Linked DNA regions of Mustela erminea: region 2 is linked to region 1. The links are chromatin contacts, called in public Hi-C maps. All regions are on one chromosome and are shown on one strand. The core of a region is the stretch at or near the end of the contact, and the rest is flanking DNA. Distances in the headings are between cores, read along the strand shown.

Evidence for each region. Hi-C and Micro-C count contacts between places; a contact is called where the count stands out from the background.
Region 2: a contact with region 1 is called in a Hi-C map of spleen, with 3 times the contacts expected there. The contact joins the promoter of SMC3 here to the promoter of SMNDC1 in region 1. A contact is called at or near these places in 3 of 3 Hi-C or Micro-C datasets (fibroblasts, skeletal muscle and spleen).

What each region holds. Positions count from the first base shown.
Region 1 is chr14:72,756,526-72,762,732 of mMusErm1.Pri, reverse strand. SMNDC1 (survival of motor neuron-related-splicing factor 30) reads left to right here and starts at 3,730. Exons shown (of 6, transcript XM_032312394.1): 1 at 3,730-3,900; 2 at 5,110-5,229. The coding sequence starts at 5,110. LOC116572929 (a long non-coding RNA gene) reads right to left here and starts at 3,704. Exons shown (of 3, transcript XR_004278555.1): 1 at 3,143-3,704.
Region 2 is chr14:72,962,510-72,968,716 of mMusErm1.Pri, reverse strand. SMC3 (structural maintenance of chromosomes protein 3) reads right to left here and starts at 3,259. Exons shown (of 29, transcript XM_032312515.1): 1 at 3,107-3,259; 2 at 1,977-2,052. The coding sequence starts at 3,121.

The DNA of each region.
Region 1 (6,207 bases), core at 2,481-4,980:
GCGCCCCTAGACTTAGGAACTTTAAAAATGTATTCAATGCTTTGCTCATCTATCATAGTCATTATTCTGTTTAGCCCAGCTTGACTCACATTTGGCCAAAAGAGTCAAACTTGATTCTGTGACCCTTCACTTAATCCTATAGTTTTGGGGGTACTTCCTTGCTTTCTGGCAAGGTAATCGAGGCTCACCTTTGTACTTTTGTATTTTCTGGGCCTCAGACCTGAAAACAACCATTTCTCCAAGAAATACGGTTTCTTTTGTGGACAAAGGGATCTAGATATCAAGATATGGGGACCCTCCATTGGGAGAAATTATATATATTCTTCTAAGAAATATACACAAATAAACCCTAATTCAAATTTAACATCAGAGAACTTCCCCCTAAACCTTCTTTTATTTTATATTTTTCATTTCTTTTCTCCTAGATTTCTAACATGTATTATTCACTTTATAGTATACCTAAAAAGTTTCAAAGTTGCATTGCCAATAGTACTATTAGAATAAATCTGTGACATCTGAGATTTTTTTGTTGTTGTTGTGCTTTTTGCCCTCAGAGTATATCCCACTAAGAATACACATAAGACTATTATTAAACACCATTTCTAAATATGTCTAAAGAACTTTGAATGACTGCCATTTCTGATCCCTGTAAAGACTTAGGTTATAATCTTTTTCAAACTGAAGGAATCCTGCTTTCTCTTTTTGGTGGTATGTTTTCAGTTCTTTAGTGGTACATGTAAAACACAGAAATAGCTGAAAATGCACATCCCGAGACAAGCAAGGCGGTGCAAATAAAAGTGGACAAGCCAGACTGCTATGACTGATAAGCACCTGCACTGGACAGCATCCATTTAAGGGTGTTTTTCCGTCACCTTTAAATGAATGATGACACCCAAGAATCACCTCAGGGTGTATTTTCAATCCACTGTGTGCAAAAACACTCAATAAGTACAAAAGCCAGTAGCTTGCCCTGTGGCAATTCTCCATGCAAACATTCAAAACACCTATTATGACTAAAGAGGGCAAAGGTACAAGCAGTTATTATGATGATATACACATCTCTAATTCATCATCTTAGGCATTTGTCAAGATCGCAAAAAATGTGGGCAAATCTGGTCCCACTTTTAGTCAGGAGGGAAGGCAATAAAAGCTAAACTAAATAAAGATGTAATCTCTTGGAGCTCCTGGGTTGCTTCATCATTTGAGCGACTGGCTCTTGATTTTGGCTCAAGTCATGGTCTCAGGGTCTTGGGATGAAGCCCTGAGTCAGGTCCCACACTCAGTGGAGTCAGCTTGTTCCTCTCCCTCTGCTCTTCCCTCCCTGCCCCACCTCTACACGCATTCTCACTCTCTCTTAAATAAATAAATCTTTCAATCTGTCATTTAACCAATAAATTGTTGCATACTCTTGTACTCTGCAGTGGGTTGGCACATTTCCAAAAGAAGCTGCTATATTTTAATTTTCTTTAGTAATTAAAGGCAATAGCTTATATTCTAATAACAATTAGGAGTCTTCAAATGTTATTTACCTACTAGGTTTCAATAAAATAGATACCAGGTTTTAAAACTAGAGGTTTTAGATACTGCTCTTTTTGAAGAATAAGCATGATCAAATTTGAATGAGAACATTTTAAGAAAAATTAGACACTGAGTAGATTTTCACACTCAGTGAAGGTGGTAAGTCTGAACATTTATTTGAAACATCACTCTTAGTCAAAGTTTATACTTGCTCCAATTTTGTCTCTAATAGCTTTTGAACCACTGTGAAATTAAATGAGTATATGTGAAGCGCTTAGAATGTCATCTGGTATATACAACTGTTATTTCTTTATGAGAATTAAAATTAAAACTATATTGTTTTTTCCCCACCAAATACAATCCATGTTGTACAGAGGAGTTAGAGATTAAAAGCAATCCTGAAAATAAAAGCTGTCAAGATGATATAGAAATCCATACATGAGCTTATAATAAATACTTTCCTCTCTCTCTGTCTGGAGGTGGTTCATTAAGAGTTCTCCTATTTGAGGGGTGCCTGGCTGGCTCAGTCGGAAGAGCATGCAATTCTTGATCTCAGGGTTGTGAGTTCAGCCCGTCACTGGGTGTAAAGATTACTGAAATAAATAAACAAACAAAAAAAAAAGTTCCCTTAAGTGAAAGATTTTTACACAACTGCAAAATATACCTTATATTCAAGGAAGATCTTCCTGGCATTTGTTCTTTAAATACACAATTAGAATAAGTGCAGTTTTTAAAAACTACATTATATTTTGAACAAACTTCTACCATGTTAAGGAAGCACATCCTTTCTGGTCTGTTTTGACTCTTAATTTTAGCTACACACTGCTGCCCTCTGCAGCATTTCAGTTCTTCCAAATTGCCACACCAATGATCACAAACCTAATCTAGTTTCCATCTATGTTTGTGTATTTAGAGAAGGGAAGGTCCCTTCAAAAAAGCAAGAGGGCATCAGAGCAAGATGTCACAGTCCAAAAGAGCCCATCTGAGAGGAGGGCCTTCTTAGGGGTCCAGCAACATACCCCGACCCCCTAAAGAAGGTTCCTTCCAGGTATTCGTGTAGCCTCTGTCACAGGATTTCATATTTTTAATTGGAAAAAATGATATATGTATGGAAAAATTTGGAAAGGGTAAACAGTGAAAAATATAACCAGTGAAAACATTTGGCTTCTATTCCAAATCTCTAGACAGGTTTATGCATCTGCCCAGAGAATATATATTATTACAAACATACATTGCTTTTTTTTTTTTTTAAGATTTTATTTATTTGACACAGAGAGAGAAATCACAAGTAGGCAGAGTGGCAGGCAGAGAGAGAGGAGGAAGCAGGCTCCCTGCGGAGCAGAGAGCCCGACGTGGGGCTCGATGCCAGGACCCTGGGATCATGACCTGAGCCGAAGGCAGCGGCTTTAACCCACGGAGCCACCCAGGCGCCCCACATACATTTCTTTTTAAACATAAAGTATTCACATCACTCTGCTTATCGTTCAAGACAACATAACCTGGAGATGGTTTCCTATCAGGGGAGATTAACCTATATAATTTACGCTATTAAAACCAAGCAGGGTCTAACAAAATAGGTTTTAAATAAATCAACCTTCGCTCCAACAGGTTCTGCCACAATTACCTTTTTATTGCTACTAAGTCTTCTCCTACTATATAAAGCGATGGCTCTAAAACTTGAGCAGATATTGGTATCACCTGCGGCGCGTGTTAAAACAGGCTGCTGCGCCACCTCGAGTTTCTGAGTCAGGAGGTCTGGAGTAGGGACTGAGAATCTGCACTTGTAATAAGTTACCGCGCGATGGTGATACAGGAGTTGCGGGAACCACATCTTGGGAACCAACCGCTGGTATGCTCGTTGCTTTAAAACTCCGTTCCTCCCACCTCCCAGCACCGCTAGTCTTAGAAGGAAAATGCGGTTACTCTGCTGGGAACTTCACGAAGGGCCCAACAACACCCACTCCCAAATTAGTCAAGGACTCTGCACTCACATCCGAAATCGGGATAACACAAACCTACATCCGGCGCCTGGCGCAACCTAGCTACGCCATTTCCTTTCTATGAAGCTCCGCCCACTCCGCGTCCCTAACACAAGGGTGGGCCGCGCAGCGACAGCTAGGAATCACGTGGGTAGGACGACGTCTCGCGAGGCTTTTAACCTCTCGCGAGATTTGACCCGCTTCTGTCTTTTCCTCCTTCCAGTGCCCGGCTTTCTTCCCCTCCCCCCCCATCGCCGGCCAAGTTCTCCCATTTCGGACAGAGTCGCCTTGTTGTTACCGCGGAGATTTTTCCTACTGCAGCTGCTGCCGCTGTTGCCGCCGCCACTACTGGGCTCATTTGCCCCGACCCCTTCCTGTCGCCCTACCCCCAGCCCCACACAAGGTAACGAAGCCGGCGAGGGCGAGAGCAGGGCCTCGGGGCCTCGGCCTCTCCCTAGTTGAAGCCGAGGCCTGAGGCCGAGGAGCCGGCCGCGTTGGAGAGGCCTGGGCGCCGGCAAGAGTCTTAGGGGCCCGGCCTCTTCTGCCACCCAGAGCTGGGCCCTGAGGGGCCCCGAACGCGGCCAGGAGCGACGACCGGGGCTAACCCGGGAAACCGGTCGGGTGGGGTAGGGCTGGGGAGGCCTCTTGAGGAAGCCTCAGCGGTTCCCTGCGGAGCGCGTTTGGGGGTGTGAGGCTCCGACGCTGCTGGGGTCCGCTCCGTTTGTTTTCCGTTTCTCTGGAGCTTGTGTTTGAATTCCGAGGTCTGGTTGTGGCGGGCTTTGAGGGGTTGGGTGCCTGGCTTAACTCGAGCCCCTTTGGAGCCCTTCCAAATTCCAGGCTGTGGTTGGACGGGACTTGTAAGACAGAGAAGGGTCCTCGGAAGCCCCGCGTGTTGTCTTGACAAACCGAGAAAGGATTCCGGTATATCTTATTTTCCGGAAAAGAATGAGGCAGGTTGGGTGAAAGGCACGCTCCTTAGAATGCCTAAACGGGCCAGTGGTTGTGCCGTTTTCGTTAATGAAGACGCTGCATCGGCAATATTTTAAGTGACCCGGTGAAACATTTTTGCTCTGGAGAAGAGCTTCTGAGCACACTTACCAATTAATAGTTCATGTAGAGATTATTATCTATGTAGTTAGTCCAAAAGTCATATATATTTTGTTTTGGAAGTCTGCGTTAGGGTTTAGAAATATTTTCTTCTTAAATCTCGATTTTTTCCAGCAGGTTAGTGCTTTTTAAAAATTTTTCCCGGCGAAGATGTAACAACCTTGTTAATTGAGCCAAATACAGTGTCTTCCCTGTTACAGGAGTTTAAAGAAGATTAGAAATTCTCCTTTTTCCTTTTGCCTTAGCTGTTGTCCGATAAATTCCACACAGAAACAAAAACAAGTTTATAATCTGCGGAATCCATTCCCTTGAAGCTTGGATTTGACTCACAGCTTTCCTCAGAACTAAGAGTAAAGGTAATGGTAATGAGTTAAGTTGCAGCAATGAATTATATGAAGGAGTTGGGAGCAAAACTGGTAAGGATTAAGTCAGGCAGACAGGGAAATTATTTTTTTATGGTGCTTTTGGTTGTTTTCCTGGTCTTACCCTTTTTATTTTCCCCCAGATGTCAGAGGATCTAGCAAAGCAGCTGGCAAGCTACAAAGCTCAACTCCAGCAAGTCGAAGCTGCATTGTCCGGAAACGGAGAAAATGAAGATTTGCTAAAATTAAAGAAAGATTTACAAGTAAGTATAAGAGGACACTAATAGTTACATCGCTTGGAAAAAGTATTTCTCTGTTTTCCAAATGATTTATTGCTTAGAAGCTAAAGCACCATTTGGAGGGGAGTGTTTCTTCTCCTTTCCTCCCGTGTGTGCATGTGTATGTGCACATGCGTGTGTATGTGCACAGGGCGCATGGCTCGCAGTGGTAGGGTTGCTTCCTCAGTCGTATGCATCAGAATGAGTAAAGCATTGTTCTTATGTAAATCTTGTATGTTCACAGAATTTTTAAAAATATTTGAATTAAGTCTCTGTCAAACCTAGAGAAGAGGTACATATAATTTTACAGTAGAGAGTGCTTTTATTTTTAAAGATCTGGCAAAGGAAATCTGAGAAGTAGCTAAAAGAAAACACATGGAATTAAATGTTACCTATACTGGTATTAGAAAAAAACAAATGTAGAAGCATTTTATAAATGATGAAAACAATGAGAAAAATATAACCTGATTAAGAGTCTTTTTAATGTCACAAGGTTCTTTGAAAAATCAGGGAGAGAGAGTGTGTGTGTGTGTGTGTGTGTGTGTGTGTGTGTTTCAAAGCTAGCAGGTAAACACCTTGTATTAAAAATACATAAAGATATCTAAAGAGATACTTGTTTTCTGCATACATGTTACATAATATTTGAATTTAAGGCTAGATTTTACATTGTAGTTGCTGACACTTGTTGAAGTTAAATTGAATGGGTGTGGAAAGATCTTAATTTGTTTCGTTTGTCATGGGAAAATTCAGTAGGTATGAAACTTGCCTTTTTAAAACCTGCACTTGGGGTTTCAAAACAAGCATAAAACCATATAGTACATGTCTGTTGCTTTTCAGAACACAAGGTTGATTAATAAAAATACTGTATATCTATACATATGTTTCACTTCATTTTAATAAATTTGAGAACTTAAGATTTTGAACCTGATTTTTTGAAAGTTTTACAATGTGTTTTGATTTGGT
Region 2 (6,207 bases), core at 2,010-4,509, 210 kb before region 1:
CTAAGACAATCTCCTTTGTAACTATAACTATTAACAACCCTAATGTTGCATACAAAGCAATAAACAGCTGTTTGATAATAACTAAAACAAAAATATTTGATAGATCCTACAGACATAATCTAATCATCATAGGTAATAATGGTATCATTTTATAGCTCATTTATAAAATTATAACATTGATATAATTAAGATATTCATCTACTTTTAACCTGTAAAGAAAAAATATAAACCTAGTAATTATTCATTTTTCTCCATTTCTAAAGATTTTCTCGTTGATGAAAATCAGAAGGCACTTAGAATCAAGATATAAGCAAAATATTTGGTAAATCTATCCTTATAACACACCAATTAACTTAACTATTCAACAGGTACAGGAGGGGGAAAATGTTTCCATTATTCCCAACTACAAGCAACAAGTGATGTACTGAGGGTAGGTTTTCTTCTTGCCCTCAGTTTTTTTTTTTTTTTTAACTGTAGTTGACATTCTTACCCTCAATTTTTTAAATTTAATATTTATTTCAAAATAATGTTTGCCCTTGACTGATCTCCATATGAGTCTCACCTTACCAAGTGAGACAGACTGAATTGTGCCACTCCCCTGTCCCAATCATATGCTGGAAGTCCTAATTCCAAATGCCTGGTATTTGGAGATAGGGGCCTTTGGGAGATAATCAGCATCAGGTGAGGTTGTGAGGGGGGAGCCTTCATGATGGAATTAGTGTTCTAATAAGGAAGACGCAGAGAGAACCAAAGAGGTCACATGAGCATGATGATGAAGATGGTGACTTCCAGAATGTGACTGTGCCGGCACCTTAATCATGGCCCTGAATTTCCAAAACAGTCATAAAATAAATTGTTTAAGCCACTTAGTCTATATTTAATGGTAGACCTAGCAGTCTAATATACCAATAAACCACGCCAAGGAGGACAATGTATAGACGTCTATTTGTAACAGTTTCTTCTGGCCTTTAAAAATTCAGCAGAACTTCAAGAAACACCTTCGCTGGCTCTATCAGCAAAAAATGGAGAGTATCACCTGAAGAGTCTTTAAACTAAACACTGTATTGCAGAACAATAATCATTGTAGCTCTTTACCCTCACACATATACTTTCTTTTTTTTTTTTTTTTTAAAGATTTTATTTATTTATTTGGCAGAGAGAAATTACACATATACTTTCTCATTTAATTTTTCCAACAGCCATGTAAGATGAGTATCATTAGCTCCACTTTACAAACCCCTCAGGGAGTCAAGTTTGAAAATGTATCAGAACCAGGATTGGAAAGCCATTCTGTTATGCTCTAAAGTTTATGCTTTTTCTACCAAGCTGCTGCATGGTGTGACCTTAAATAGTATGACAGAAAAAAAAAAAAACAACTCTGAGAACAATCTAATTTGTAAATAAATAATGGCCATCTTTGAAATAAGGAAACCGTGGGCTTTTTAATTAAGAAATGACATATCAACAACAGAACAGCTCAAATGCTAAATTTAGTGTCATTCGCTGTAAAGCCACACTTTCATACATACCAGGCTAAATAAAAATGAGTAACTAGTGATCACCTTATGCAAATATTTTAAATGCATAAAATAAGCAATTCCTCAGAGCAGATAGAAGACATGCTATTTCTTTCTTTCTTTCTTTTTTTTTTTTAAAGATTTTATTTATTTATTTGACAGAGATCACAAGTAGGCAGAGAGGCAGGCAGAGAGAGAGGAGGAAGCAGGCTCCCTGCCAAGCAGAGAGCCCGATGCTAAACGGGGCTCCATCCCAGGACCTGAGATCATGATCCAAGCCAAAGGCAGAAGCTTTAACCCACGGAGCCACCCAGGCACCCCAAGACATGCTATTTCATACAGAAATAGTAAGTATAAATTCATGTAATATTCAAAGCCAATTCCTCTTTCCTCAAGCCCAGACAGAATTTAAATGGCTCTCTACACATAAATCTGATTTTGCAAACCATCAACACTTACCGATAACATTATGTTTTGAACTGAAGGGATCTACAATTGTTTGATCTCTGTAACTCCGAAAACCCTGGATAATAACCTAGTAAATTAAAAAAAAGATACCTTTCAGAGAATACATACTAAAAGACGCAACTCCTAAACATTTCTCCTTGGCTCTTCTCTTTTCGGGGGGTTTCTCCTTTAATGCAAGACAGAGAACCTTCCATTTCTTACGAGAGAAACTCCTGCTGGAGGAGGGTGATTAAAAATCTTCAAAACAACAACAGTCCGTTTATCAGTAACGACGGACAGCGCGGTTTTTTAGGAGTTAACCATCAGGAGCCTGGTAAGGAACTCTCAGAATCAAGTACCTCGTAGAAGGTTCGTGCGGACGCTCAGCAGGACACTGCTTTAAGCAAAACGTGTCCAGCGGGCGGCCTGGCCCCGGCTTCCCTTACTCCAAGAGCAGTGGGCGCTTCTTTCGGACCCACCCGCCCGCCAAGGTAAGGAGCCGTTCCAAGGAAGGGGCGCTTCAAGCCCAACGCATCCCGTGGAGAAACTTCTCTCCAAGAGCGTGGATGGGCTCATCTCCGCGGTGGACTCTCGCGCGGGAAGACCATTTTGACAGAAGTAAACAAGAGAACGAGGCGGCGCTACAGATTCTGCAGGAAGAGGGTCCCTTTCACGTCCCCATTAATTCGGGGACAAAGACCCCGGGTTACGCTGACACCCCAATCTGAGCCCCCCAGGGGCGTCTCCGGGCCGGGGAGGCCACCTCTCCATACACCCATGCAAATGGGCGGCGCGGGGCGAGAGGACAACGCGGCCGCCCGCCCCGCCGCTGCAGCCCCCGGCGCGGCCCCCAGCCAGCTCGGGGCCCCCAGCCCGCCCCCGGCCCACCCAGGAAGGCCCGCTCCCTCTAAACGTCTCGGAAAGACGGCTCCCTCGGACGAGCGCGCTGCAGGAGGGCGCCCCGATCCTCTGCGGCCCCTGCGCCCGCGGGGCGGGGCCTCTCCCCTCCCCCGCAGCCCGCGTCCAGCTCTGGGTCAACCCCGCCGGGAGGCGGGAGGCCGCGGGTCGCACCGGGACACCCCTGCCTCATGGAGCGGTCCTCAGAGGCCCGTAAGGGGGTGGGCGGGGCGCACAGGCCTCACCTGTTTTATGTACATGGTTCCACGGCCCTCACCAGGGAGGACTCCCCGCGAGAAGCTACAGCGCGGCCGTGGGGTCCAGTAAGGCGCCTATGAGACCCCTCCCCCAAAGCGTCGCTCGCTCCCGTCCAGCCAAACAAAATGGCGGCGCCCGTGGAGGCGGAGTCCGCGCCTTAGACGGAACCATCCTCGCGGCCCCTGGAGAGCGTAGGGGGAGTCAGGGTCGGGTCTTCTCTTTTCCTTTTGACAAAAAGAGCCTTCGACGGCGTCCCCCAGTGGGTTTCATTTGATTGTTCAATTTGTTGCTGAACTTTTCCTGAGAATTAGTCGGAAGCTTCGTTCATAAAAGCCTTGATCGTGAGTTTGGCCCGTATGCCCTCCGAGAGCGGAGCCAATGGTTGCATCCACAAGGGCGTAAAGGTTCGGCGCCAAAGCCAAGTGTGAGAGCCCGAGGGCCAGTGGCGGAGCTTGCCGGTGGCCACGTGATCTCTGGCTGTTTAAAAATGCTTACCCGCGCTCGAACCTGCGGAGTCCTGGGAGCTTGTGGGGTTCGCCGGGTGGAATCCTTGTTGCTCTGTTTATTCTTGCTCGCTCCGGGAGCTTGTGTAAACTTAGGACGGCCCCTGCAGGCTCGGGACGGCACGCTCGCAGCACAGGGAAGGGCCTGACGCTTGAAAATTTGTTTTAATAACGTGGTAATTAATACCCTGGGAGCTGTTACTACTTTGCCATTTACTGTAAATCTAGTCAGACATGGACAATTGCAACAAAAAGAAATTTAGATAAGAGTAAAAGCTCTTTTATTGCTTTAACAGCCTGAAAGATACTAGGTGCTAGCAGCACCCTAGATGCATCTAATCTGATGAGTCTTATGGGGAAAATTTAATGTAGTTAAGCTGGATCTCTGGGCAGCTGTAAAATTACCTGCCGTTTAAGTTGGTGATCCTTGCTGCCCCTCCCGCTGCTGTGGGCTGTTCCAGCCCTAATTATTTCTAGATTGAACTATTTTTAAGAGCCGGCTAACTTCATCCTTGTCAGCACCCCCTTGGTGCTGGCAGAGTCAAATCCTTTCCAGCTCTGGGTGTTTAAAAAAAAAAAATCTTAAATATTTCTCCTAGATTAGTGTCTCTACACTCTCAATTTCTGTGGGATTGTAGGCAGATTAATAAAGTTCAAAATTTCCATTTCCTATTCTATAATATGAGGATGATAAAAACATTTCATTTTTAGAATAAAAATAGAATGTATAAAATAATTATATTTACTAAAACTGTGGAGATGTGTGCCCCTGAGGCTTTTATGAAATTGCAGTCTGGCTGACATCTTGATTTCAGCTTAATGACGCCTAAGGAGAGGACCCAATTATATTTCGCCCAGACTTCTGACCATATTTCTTTCTTTTTTTTTTTTTTTTTAGATTTATTTATTTGTTTATTTGACAGAGATCACAAGCAGGCAGAGAGGCAGGCAGAGAGAGAGGAGGAAGCAGGCTACCCAGTGAGCAGAGAGACCGATGCGGGGCTCGAACCCAGGGGATGGAGATCATGACCTGAGCTAAAGGCAAAGGCTTAACCCACTGAGCCACCCAGGTGCCCCCTGACCATATTTCAAAAAATCCTGGGGGCGCCTGGGTGGCTCAGTGGGTTAAGCCGCTGCCTTCGGCTCAGGTCATGATCTCAGGGTCCTGGGATCGAGTCCCGCATCGGGCTCTCTGCTTGGCGGGGAGCCTGCTTCCCTCTCTCTCTTTCTCTCTGCCTGCCTCTCCATCTACTTGTGATCTCTCTCTGTCAAATAAATAAATAAAATCTTTAAAAAAAAAAATCCTGATGCTGTAGACCTTTTCTCATAAATGTTAAACTCAGTTTACAATATCTGCAGCAATAAAGACTCCCAAGGACAGTGAAGGTGAAGTATAGGGCAAGGGCCAAGTACACACAAGATAAGACCCTACTTTTTCATTCTCATCTTTATACCCCCTCCATTGTTAAGACATTCCAAAATAAAGCTTTGACTCTAAGCTATTGTCAGTTCACAGTCTTTTATCATCCCAGGAAGGGATCACAGACTGATTTTATCTATCTCTAAGTTATTTCTCCCAACCTCTTAAAAAAGATTCTTTAATGTGTGCCCTATCTATCTTTATTCTCAGGTTAGAAAGATTTTCTATGGGTACCTTCCAATCCAACGATCAGGAAGGAAATATTATTATCACTCATTTTCAGTTGTTATGGTCCCCAAAAGATAGAACTAACACAGCAGAGATGATCCCAAATTATAGTTTTCTCTTGGTGACTCCTGGTACTGTGAAGTCCCAAATCACCTAAGAGAAAACCTAGAAAATTCTTATCCAAGCAAGATAGAACTATAGCATTTATGGGAAGATGAGACTCGAAAGAAAGACAAAATCTTTTATTGCCTCCCTCATGGATATATAGGAGACATTGCCAGATTTCCTTAGGGAAAAAACTTGGGAGGAAACCTTTTTAGGTACCATGCCCCAAAAGCCAAGACTAAACACTTTATACCATTGCAGGATTTTTTTTCTCTGTTGGTGCCTGCATCAGACACTTTGAAGAATGAAGAGGTAGACAGAGAGGTGGGCAGCAAAGCAGCATTTATTGAGCGATAACAAAGTGATAGCACAAAGCTCCCGAAGAGAGAGGGGACCTGGAAGGGTTGCCATTGAGATCTCTGAGTCTAGGGGTTTTTGTGGGGTTCGTTCAAGGGCTGTTTTGATCTGATTAACCCTTCCTGTGCCTGTCATCCAATCAAGGTTTTGTCATCTATCACATCGGAAAGCGTGGAGGGCTCATTCCAGGGTCGTTGTAAAATCCTTTTAAGGATGGTTCCTCTTCAGGCAGGCGGCCTCCTTCTTCCTGCCTGCCTGTCTTCCAATTGCTCTTCATCAATACTTCCTAGGATGTAAAGATTCCCATCCCTCTACTGGATGCTGTTGGGGAAACTGTCCTTATTGGAAAAACCCATTCAAAAAACAACTGCCTTGGGGCGCCTGGGTGGCTCAGTGGCTTAAGCCTCTGCCTTCAGCTCAAGTCATGATCTCAGGGTCCTGGAATCGAGCCCCGCATCGGACTCTCTCCTCGGCA